Regions from separate parts of the Hordeum vulgare genome. Here region 1 is linked to region 2. The links are chromatin contacts, called in public Hi-C maps. All regions are on one chromosome and are shown on one strand. Each heading gives the region's core, a stretch centred on a gene start, on an enhancer-like site or on the middle of the called end of the contact. The rest is flanking DNA. Distances are from core to core; before and after follow the strand shown. Region 1 holds the start of LOC123401815 (beta-D-xylosidase 3-like). Region 2 holds the start of LOC123401248 (putative lipase ROG1).

What was found. Hi-C and Micro-C count contacts between places; a contact is called where the count stands out from the background.
Region 1: a Hi-C map of seedling shows a contact between it and region 2, with 5 times the contacts expected there. The contact joins the promoter of LOC123401815 here to the promoter of LOC123401248 in region 2. A contact is called at or near these places in 3 of 6 Hi-C or Micro-C datasets (leaf and seedling) and 1 of 1 datasets of contacts at active chromatin or transcription factors (embryo).

The regions. Positions count from the first base shown.
Region 1 is chr6H:410,492,103-410,495,793 of MorexV3_pseudomolecules_assembly, forward strand. LOC123401815 (beta-D-xylosidase 3-like) reads right to left here and starts at 1,606. Exons shown (of 3, transcript XM_045095664.1): 1 at 65-1,606. The coding sequence starts at 1,481.
Region 2 is chr6H:410,104,575-410,108,280 of MorexV3_pseudomolecules_assembly, forward strand. LOC123401248 (putative lipase ROG1) reads right to left here and starts at 2,187. Exons shown (of 10, transcript XM_045094996.1): 1 at 1,918-2,187; 2 at 1,246-1,313; 3 at 927-997; 4 at 594-830; 5 at 331-494; 6 at 192-247; 7 at 60-112. The coding sequence starts at 2,051.

The sequences.
Region 1 (3,691 bases), core at 356-2,855, 390 kb after region 2:
AATAATTTCAGGCAACAATGCAGTCACTCTGTCGCTGACGTGCAGATGATTTTTCTTTACGTACCTCTGTAGTCTCCCAGCATGACATCCGTGGCGTTGATGTGTTGCAGAAGGCCAACCAGTGACAACGAATTAACCTTGCTGGTGTCCAATGGCAGCCGGCCGTGATCGTTCTTGATGAGCACCATGCCCTGCCTCGCCGCGTCGGCGGCCAGCTCCTTGTGCTCCTCCGTGCAGACGTCGTTGGCGCCGAGGGACTCCAACTCCGGAATGCCGTCGAAGAAGCCGAGCCTCATCAGGGTGAGGTAGAGGTTCCGCAGCGCGTTGTCGACCTCGGACTCCCGCAGCTTCCCCTGCCGCACGGCGTCGAGGCCGAAGGCGGTGAAGAAGTCCTGCGCGCCCTCCCAGAACATACCGCAGTCGAGGTCCAGCCCTGCCTTCATGGCCGCGGCGGTGGCCTCCACGCCGTTGTACCCGAGCCACTTGGCGTCCCTGACCATGACGCGCACCGAGTCGCAGTCGGACACGATGTACCCGTGGAGCTGCCACTCGCCGCGGACGGTCTCCGACAGGAGCCGCGCGTTGGCGCAGGCGGGGACGCCGTTGATACGGTTGTAGGAGCACATGACGCAGCTCGCGTCCCCGTCCCTCACGCACATCTCGAACGGCCGCTCGAACGTCTCGATCATGTCGCGCTCCTCCACCTGCGCGTCGAACGTGAGGCGGTCGGCGGTGAGCCATGCGTCCACGTCGTAGGCGGCGTAGTGCTTGCAGCAGCTGGAGACCTTGATGGGCCGGGCGAAAGGGTCGGCACCGGCACCGGGACCAGCGCCGTCGATGTCCTGCATTGCGCGGACGAAGCTGACGGCGTACCGGCCGACGACGAAGGGGTCCTCGCCGGGCGTCTCGCTGGCGCGGCCCCACCGCGGGTCGCGCACGACGTTGATATTGGGGCTCCAGTACGTGAGCTCGGCGTGGCCCAGGTTGTACATGGCCCTGATCTCGGTGGACACGGCGCCGCCGATGGCTCCCCACAGCGTCTCGTTGAACGCCGCGGCGCTGTTGATGACGAGCGGGAAGCTGGTGGCGCCGGGAACCACGTCGCCGAACCGGGTGCCGCCGGGCCCGGTGTCCGACACGCCGTGCAGGGCCTCCCCCCACCACAGGTACGGCGGCAGCCCGACGCGTGCCGCGCCCTCGGCGCGGTCGCCGAGGTTGCGCACCTTCTCCTCCAGCGTGAGCCGGCCGACGAGGTCCGGCACCCGGTCGGCGTATGGCAGGGACGCGTCGCAGTACCGGAAACCCGCCATTTCAAGACCCAAGGCCGCGAACCGGGCCGGGTCGCAGACCTTGGTGTAGTTCCGGCCATTGGTGGTGATCGGGCCGAGCCCGGAGCCGCCGCCGGAGACAGAAGTGACCGCGACGGAAACGGCACAGAGGAGCGAGGCCAAGAGCGCGCAATGGCGAAGCGAAGACGCCATTGCGACGAGAGAGGAACCTCTCGTTGCTCTTGGTCTGCCGTGGCAAGTGCGTGCGCACGTACAGTGAAACAGTGTATATAGTAGGGCGGGGCCATAGGGGTCCTTTGAACCAGACCAAAAAAGGACAGCCGCGGGAGCAGCTGGTTGCAGATCCAAACACGGGAAACGCCAGAAACTGAGAGCTGGAGAACTGGTTGTTGTTGTGCGAATTTAAAGATGAGATCTGGCACATGGATTGCACGGTGGTGGAATTGATGGTGGTGTCGTCGATCTTCTCTCCGTGACTCCGTGATAAGGTGGTATGGCTGAACGTGCCATCGGGAACGACGAGGCTGATCATCCTTCCACGTTCTGCAAGTTATGCTTCCGTCCAGGGAGGGACAACCCATCTCTCCTGTAAGGTCTCGACTTTTAGCTGAATCTGCTTGCAGCGAATTCTTTCATTATACGAGATTGCTACTTTTCATACATGTGATATTTAGCGACGGATCCGCATGATCTGACCATCGCTCCATCCGTTTTTCATGTGCGATCAGGGGCGGGCCCAGGATTTATAGGGTGTGTATTCAAAATTTTAAAGACTAACAATTTGTTTAACATCTTAAAGCCTATATTGTTGGCACGTATAATTTTTTATAGTACGGTAACGTACTACCTTCTCCGTTTCTAGATATAAGTTTTTTTAGAGATTTTACTATGAACTACATATGGATATATATATAGTCATACTTTAGAATATAGATTCATTCGTTTTATTCCGTATTAGTCAGTAGTGAAATCTTTTGAAAGACTTATATTTAGAAATGGAGAGAGTAGTTCTGTAATATGCAAAAGAGTGCTCATTTTGTTAAGTAATGATCATTGTCATACTGTTACAATTTTATAATCATTCTCACACTGTAAATTCGCATCACAATTTACAGACTATATTAATGTGTGTTTGTTCATTGCTTCATTAATAAAGTGGAGCGGTGGAGACCCCTTTCATTTTAAAAAACTATATTAATGTGTAGTACTTCTAAATAATACTGTAGGTACTGAACGACATTCACATCTGAACAAATCATGAATTCATGATAAAAATGTATCATATTTCGATATACTAAAATATAGGAAAGCACCTCAACTTACCTAATGGTGTACAAGTACTCACTCCGTTTCTAAATATAAGTCTTTTTAGAGATTTCACTAGTGGACAACATACTGATGTATATAGACATATTTTAGAGTATAGATTCAACCATTTTGCTCTGTATGTAGACTTCAAGTAAAATCGCTTAAAAGACTTATGTTTAGAAACGGAGGGAGTATAAAATTGTGTGTTTTGACGGGGCTCCTGCGGCCTGCGGCAGCTGGACAACGGGAGGAAACGCATGCAATACATGAGTTCATTTCAGCTATAATTCAGCATGAGAGAAGGGAGATTCCTTGATCAGGATACATGAGCATACCAATCAGATCTTGAAGGCCAAGTCGGAGCATAGATAGGATGAGAAATGGACGCTACGCAGCGCCGCCACCATGCCTGCCCGTGCCGCATGCCCCCGTCGGCCTTCTTCTTGAGATGCCCTGCCATGTGGCTGCGTGCGATCAAAACTGGAGAGGCGCCGGTGCCGCCGGTTCGTTCCGCCTTCCGCGCACGTTCGTGTTCTCGCACGACGCGTGATGGTTGAGCGCTGCAGCAATTTCCGAGCTGGACGACTGGGCCACATTGGGCTAGGTAGCGGAGTGGTAGGGGAGAATTAGGCAGGACATGGGCTACTCCCAGTATTGGGATGAAATGCTTTCATAGCCCATTAGTACGTGTCAACTTCAAATTTTTCCTATGTATATACAATCTATAGACTTTGTATATATGTATTCTCTGGCCAAAATAATGGGTATTCAACTGAATACCCATGAATTGAAGTGGGCCCACCCCTGTGTGCGATCCCCGAAACCAAATAGGTTATTTAACTTGTTTCCTCTTCTATGTTTGCACAAAAGTTAACGCAATGTTCAATCTCTTCCACACTTAACTAGACTATTTTTTACCAACTCATCTAGAGTTGATGACACCGTGGTGATTTTTGTGACAAGGGAGATACACCTCGGTCACTTTTGTTTGAATATTAGGGTAACTCGCATATCACAGACCTGATACCTTATATAACCCAGAATTGATAACTTTGGTGTGGGGTGGGGGTTGATGAAATACCCCTCGGGAACTT
Region 2 (3,706 bases), core at 937-3,436:
ATATAGATTCACGGTTACATATCAAAATAAAAAATTACACAGAAGTTCATAAATTGTACCTTGGGTAGTTCGGAGGCCCCTCTAATTGATGATGTCCTCCATCCAACAATATCTTAATCAATATCAGTTATGGAAAAACCTCAAGAAAGTGTTTATTTTACAACCTTATTTAAGGATTAAAGTAAGGATACGATCGTAACCAACATTGGAATATGCAACTCTCCGCTGAAATGCTTGCAAAGCAGATCTACAATAGAAAAATCCGTAAGCATGAAAACATACAAGTATTCACAATCCAAGCACATAGAGGCAGTTGGCAGACAAGCATACATGAACCGCAGGTCCCCAGAATCATCCACCATACATTGCAACAATGGAGGCTTTCCATCATCATTATCAGTAAGAAATAGGTGCTTGCCAGTTCTTCTAAATATTAAGTGAATGATGCAGCACGCAAACTTTTCTATCGCAGTAACTCCAAAAAGGAAAGGAACCTGTATATTGGTTTAAAAAAAACATTGGCGTAAGATGGAAATATTATATGTTTTCTCCAGTTCTGAACACAGTAACATAAGATAGAATGAAACCACTACCTGCTTGTTTCCTCTAGAACCAAGATGTGGTGATGCAACAGTTATGAAGTTGACCGCCTCAAGCCCATGTATGTTGCCTCTGTTGCTGTCTCTCAAACTCTGAGGACAATTTGCAAGTGCTTGTCTAGGTGGTCTATAGAGTCTACCGATGGCATATCTTGCAACCAATCCTCCAACGGAATGCGCAACAAAAGATATCTTTGTTATCTGTGGTCTTTTGTTGATTTCTTCAATAACCTGGCTTGCTAAATTTTTGTCATTAAATTGGGGGAACGAAGACATAAAGCGCAGAAAGGAAGATGAAAAATGCAAGATGCATAATGAAAAACTAACCTCTTGTGCCAACCGTTCACCCATCACATCAATGCCATCTAAAGTTAGCTTGTGCATGTTGCTGCTACTACCTAGAGAATTAACATATCATTGGACTATCCACAAGGAAATGTTCATAACCCAGAAAGAGCTTCCATACTGTAGAAGAAATAGGCTCTGTACGACTTCAATTGGAATAATGGAAGTAGAGGGAGAGAGGAAATCTATTGTTATCTGCCACAACAGTTTTTTCTTATTTCATTGCAATAATAGCTCACTAAACTTAATAGTTAACACCAATAAGATAGGCGATGAACATGCGGGAATGAGTAGACCTTACAATGAACTATGACTCTGCCTTCTAGCAACTTATGGAATTGCTCAGCTCCAAATTTCCAATCCGCTGTGCTGTACAAATAACGAGAGAAATATCAATACCATGGGCAAATGCCAAAGTAGGAATCTCTCGATTATTCATAGTTGCAATATACATGTGCGGATGCATTGGGTGTTAAATTCAGCTAGTTAGGCACTCTGAATTCAGTGATACGGGGGCCTAATTTTGCCTGCTCTGCTGGAAATGCCAAACCAGCCGAATCCGTGTGAACTAGTACATGGTATGAAGCGATAACCCATCTCAATTTAGTCTGCTACCATGACATTCTAAGTGATCAAATTATTCCATTTTATTATCAAAAAGTAGATAGAAATGTAGAGGTCGTCCATGTTCATCTCCTACTATACCAACCAGAATTCCAAAATAGAAGTAAAAACATTATAAGAGAACTATCGCGTCAATCCTAAATCCGCAAAGCTTTGGAGACAACCGACGGGTCCCATATAGAAGGGAGAAAAAACGTATGTACGTGTCGCTAGGAGAATCGAGCAATTTAGGAAGCCAAATTACTTTTCTTTCCTGAAAAATGAGGCCAAATCACTGGACAAACACAGAGAACAAGATCGATGCCGGGTCGCCGCAGGAGGCCCGCAAGCTTAGCAAGTAGGCCCGTACCTCCCAACGATCCCGTGGACCATGATCACCAGGTGGTCGGCCCCGCCTACGGCCGGCTCCGGCTCCGGCGCTGCCGCCTCCTCCTCGGGCGCCGCCGCAGCCTCCCGGCAGTCTCCGTCTTCGAGGTCGCCCATTTAACTGACCCGCCCGCCCAACACGAACGCACGCACACGGCGCGCGCGGAGGGGGCCGGAAGTGGGGGGAAGGAAACGGATAGGCGGCAGAGGGGCTGCTCGGGGAAAGGGGCAGAGTGTCTTATAGGGCGGGCGAATCGCGACGCCGCGTGTACGCCAACACGAAACGGGTGAGAAAGGAGAAGGCATGTGATTGGAGGCGGAGGGTGACAGGTGGGGAAGACGTTGCTGACGGGGACCACCTGTCTGGGACGAGCAGAGCACGGTTGGGAGGTAGGCGTGGCGGCCCAATCCGAATGGCAGAACACACCGGCGGAGAACCAAGGAAGCAAGTCCAACCACCGGCAGACGGCGGAGGAAGATCAAGAGAATCAGCATTTTTTTTTTTTTTGCGGCTGGAATCGCCAACTTCTACACATGTGGTGCTTGGCTTATCTTCTGATTTTTTTAAAGGACTTGTTTTATGAGCTGTTACCCGTATAAATAAACAAATTGTTTAGTCGTCCAATAAAAAAGATAAAAAAAATGTTCTAAATAAGATAAACAAAATTGAACAAACAATTATCATGATCTAGAAACATAGTATTGTTTTTTTTTAAATGTCCCAAGGCAATGTATTAAATAAAACGAGGCATTCCGGCAAAAAAAAATCTTCCTTACAAGAATATAAAATTGCAGGCAAGCCCTTGAAGAAATCAGTGTTGTGTTCCTTTTGCATTCACTCGTGGTACGTGGTGTGTAGACTTTAGGATTCGGGTACTGAAACAACCTTGTTGAAACCCAAAAGATTGTAAAAGCAAAGGTCAAGTTGTTGTCGATGTAGACTAGAAAATACCGGCAACCGCGACTTGGGAAGATCATAGTCCCGGAGAAGCTGGCATCCAGGAGGGCCAGCCGATAATCTCAACTGCGAAGGGGACACAAAACTCACAAGTTCAGTGACCGAGTCATGAGCTACTAAGGACGCGTTTGGTAGGCTGCATTAGGTCGGGCTAGGCCTGCTCGGGCAGAATTTGGCACATTTGGTTGTGCTCGCATGCGATTTGTGGCCCGCATGAACCTCAAAGCAAGTATGGGCTTGACTCTGGAGGAACGGTCGAATCAGTCGTTTTTTGCGAGCCAGGCTTGCTCGAATCACGCATGGCGAGCGCCTTCACGCTTGGGGAAGCGCGGGAGACGACGCAACGGCTGATAACCCCCCACACCCCATCCCGACACATTCCTCGCCAGTTCACATCCACTCCCTCTTTCGCACCTTACCGCCTGTTTGGTTTCTCTGATGGCAACACCGCCATCTTGCCATGCCCCACACACTCCGGTCATCGCCGACAACAATCTCATCCAAGAGAGGTGGGGTGCGAGCCTCTCCTCTATCGGACTATATCTAGCGGCGTCACTCCGAGCTCCCTCCCCTTTCGCACCATGCCGCCGCCCCGGGCCAATGTAGCGCATACGGCGGTCACTTCGGCTCCGACACCGGAGCCGGTGGTCTACTCCTTTGGTTCAAACATTGTGGGGATCCAATACATGTATGCGTCGTCCTTTGCCGACCCCTCTTATGGGGGTATTTTTGCCCCCCCCATACAAGGGTTTTCTCCACTGTGTCTGATGCAAGGAAAGGGGAGCTCCAGGACGCTGGCGTCATCTTCGAGCTG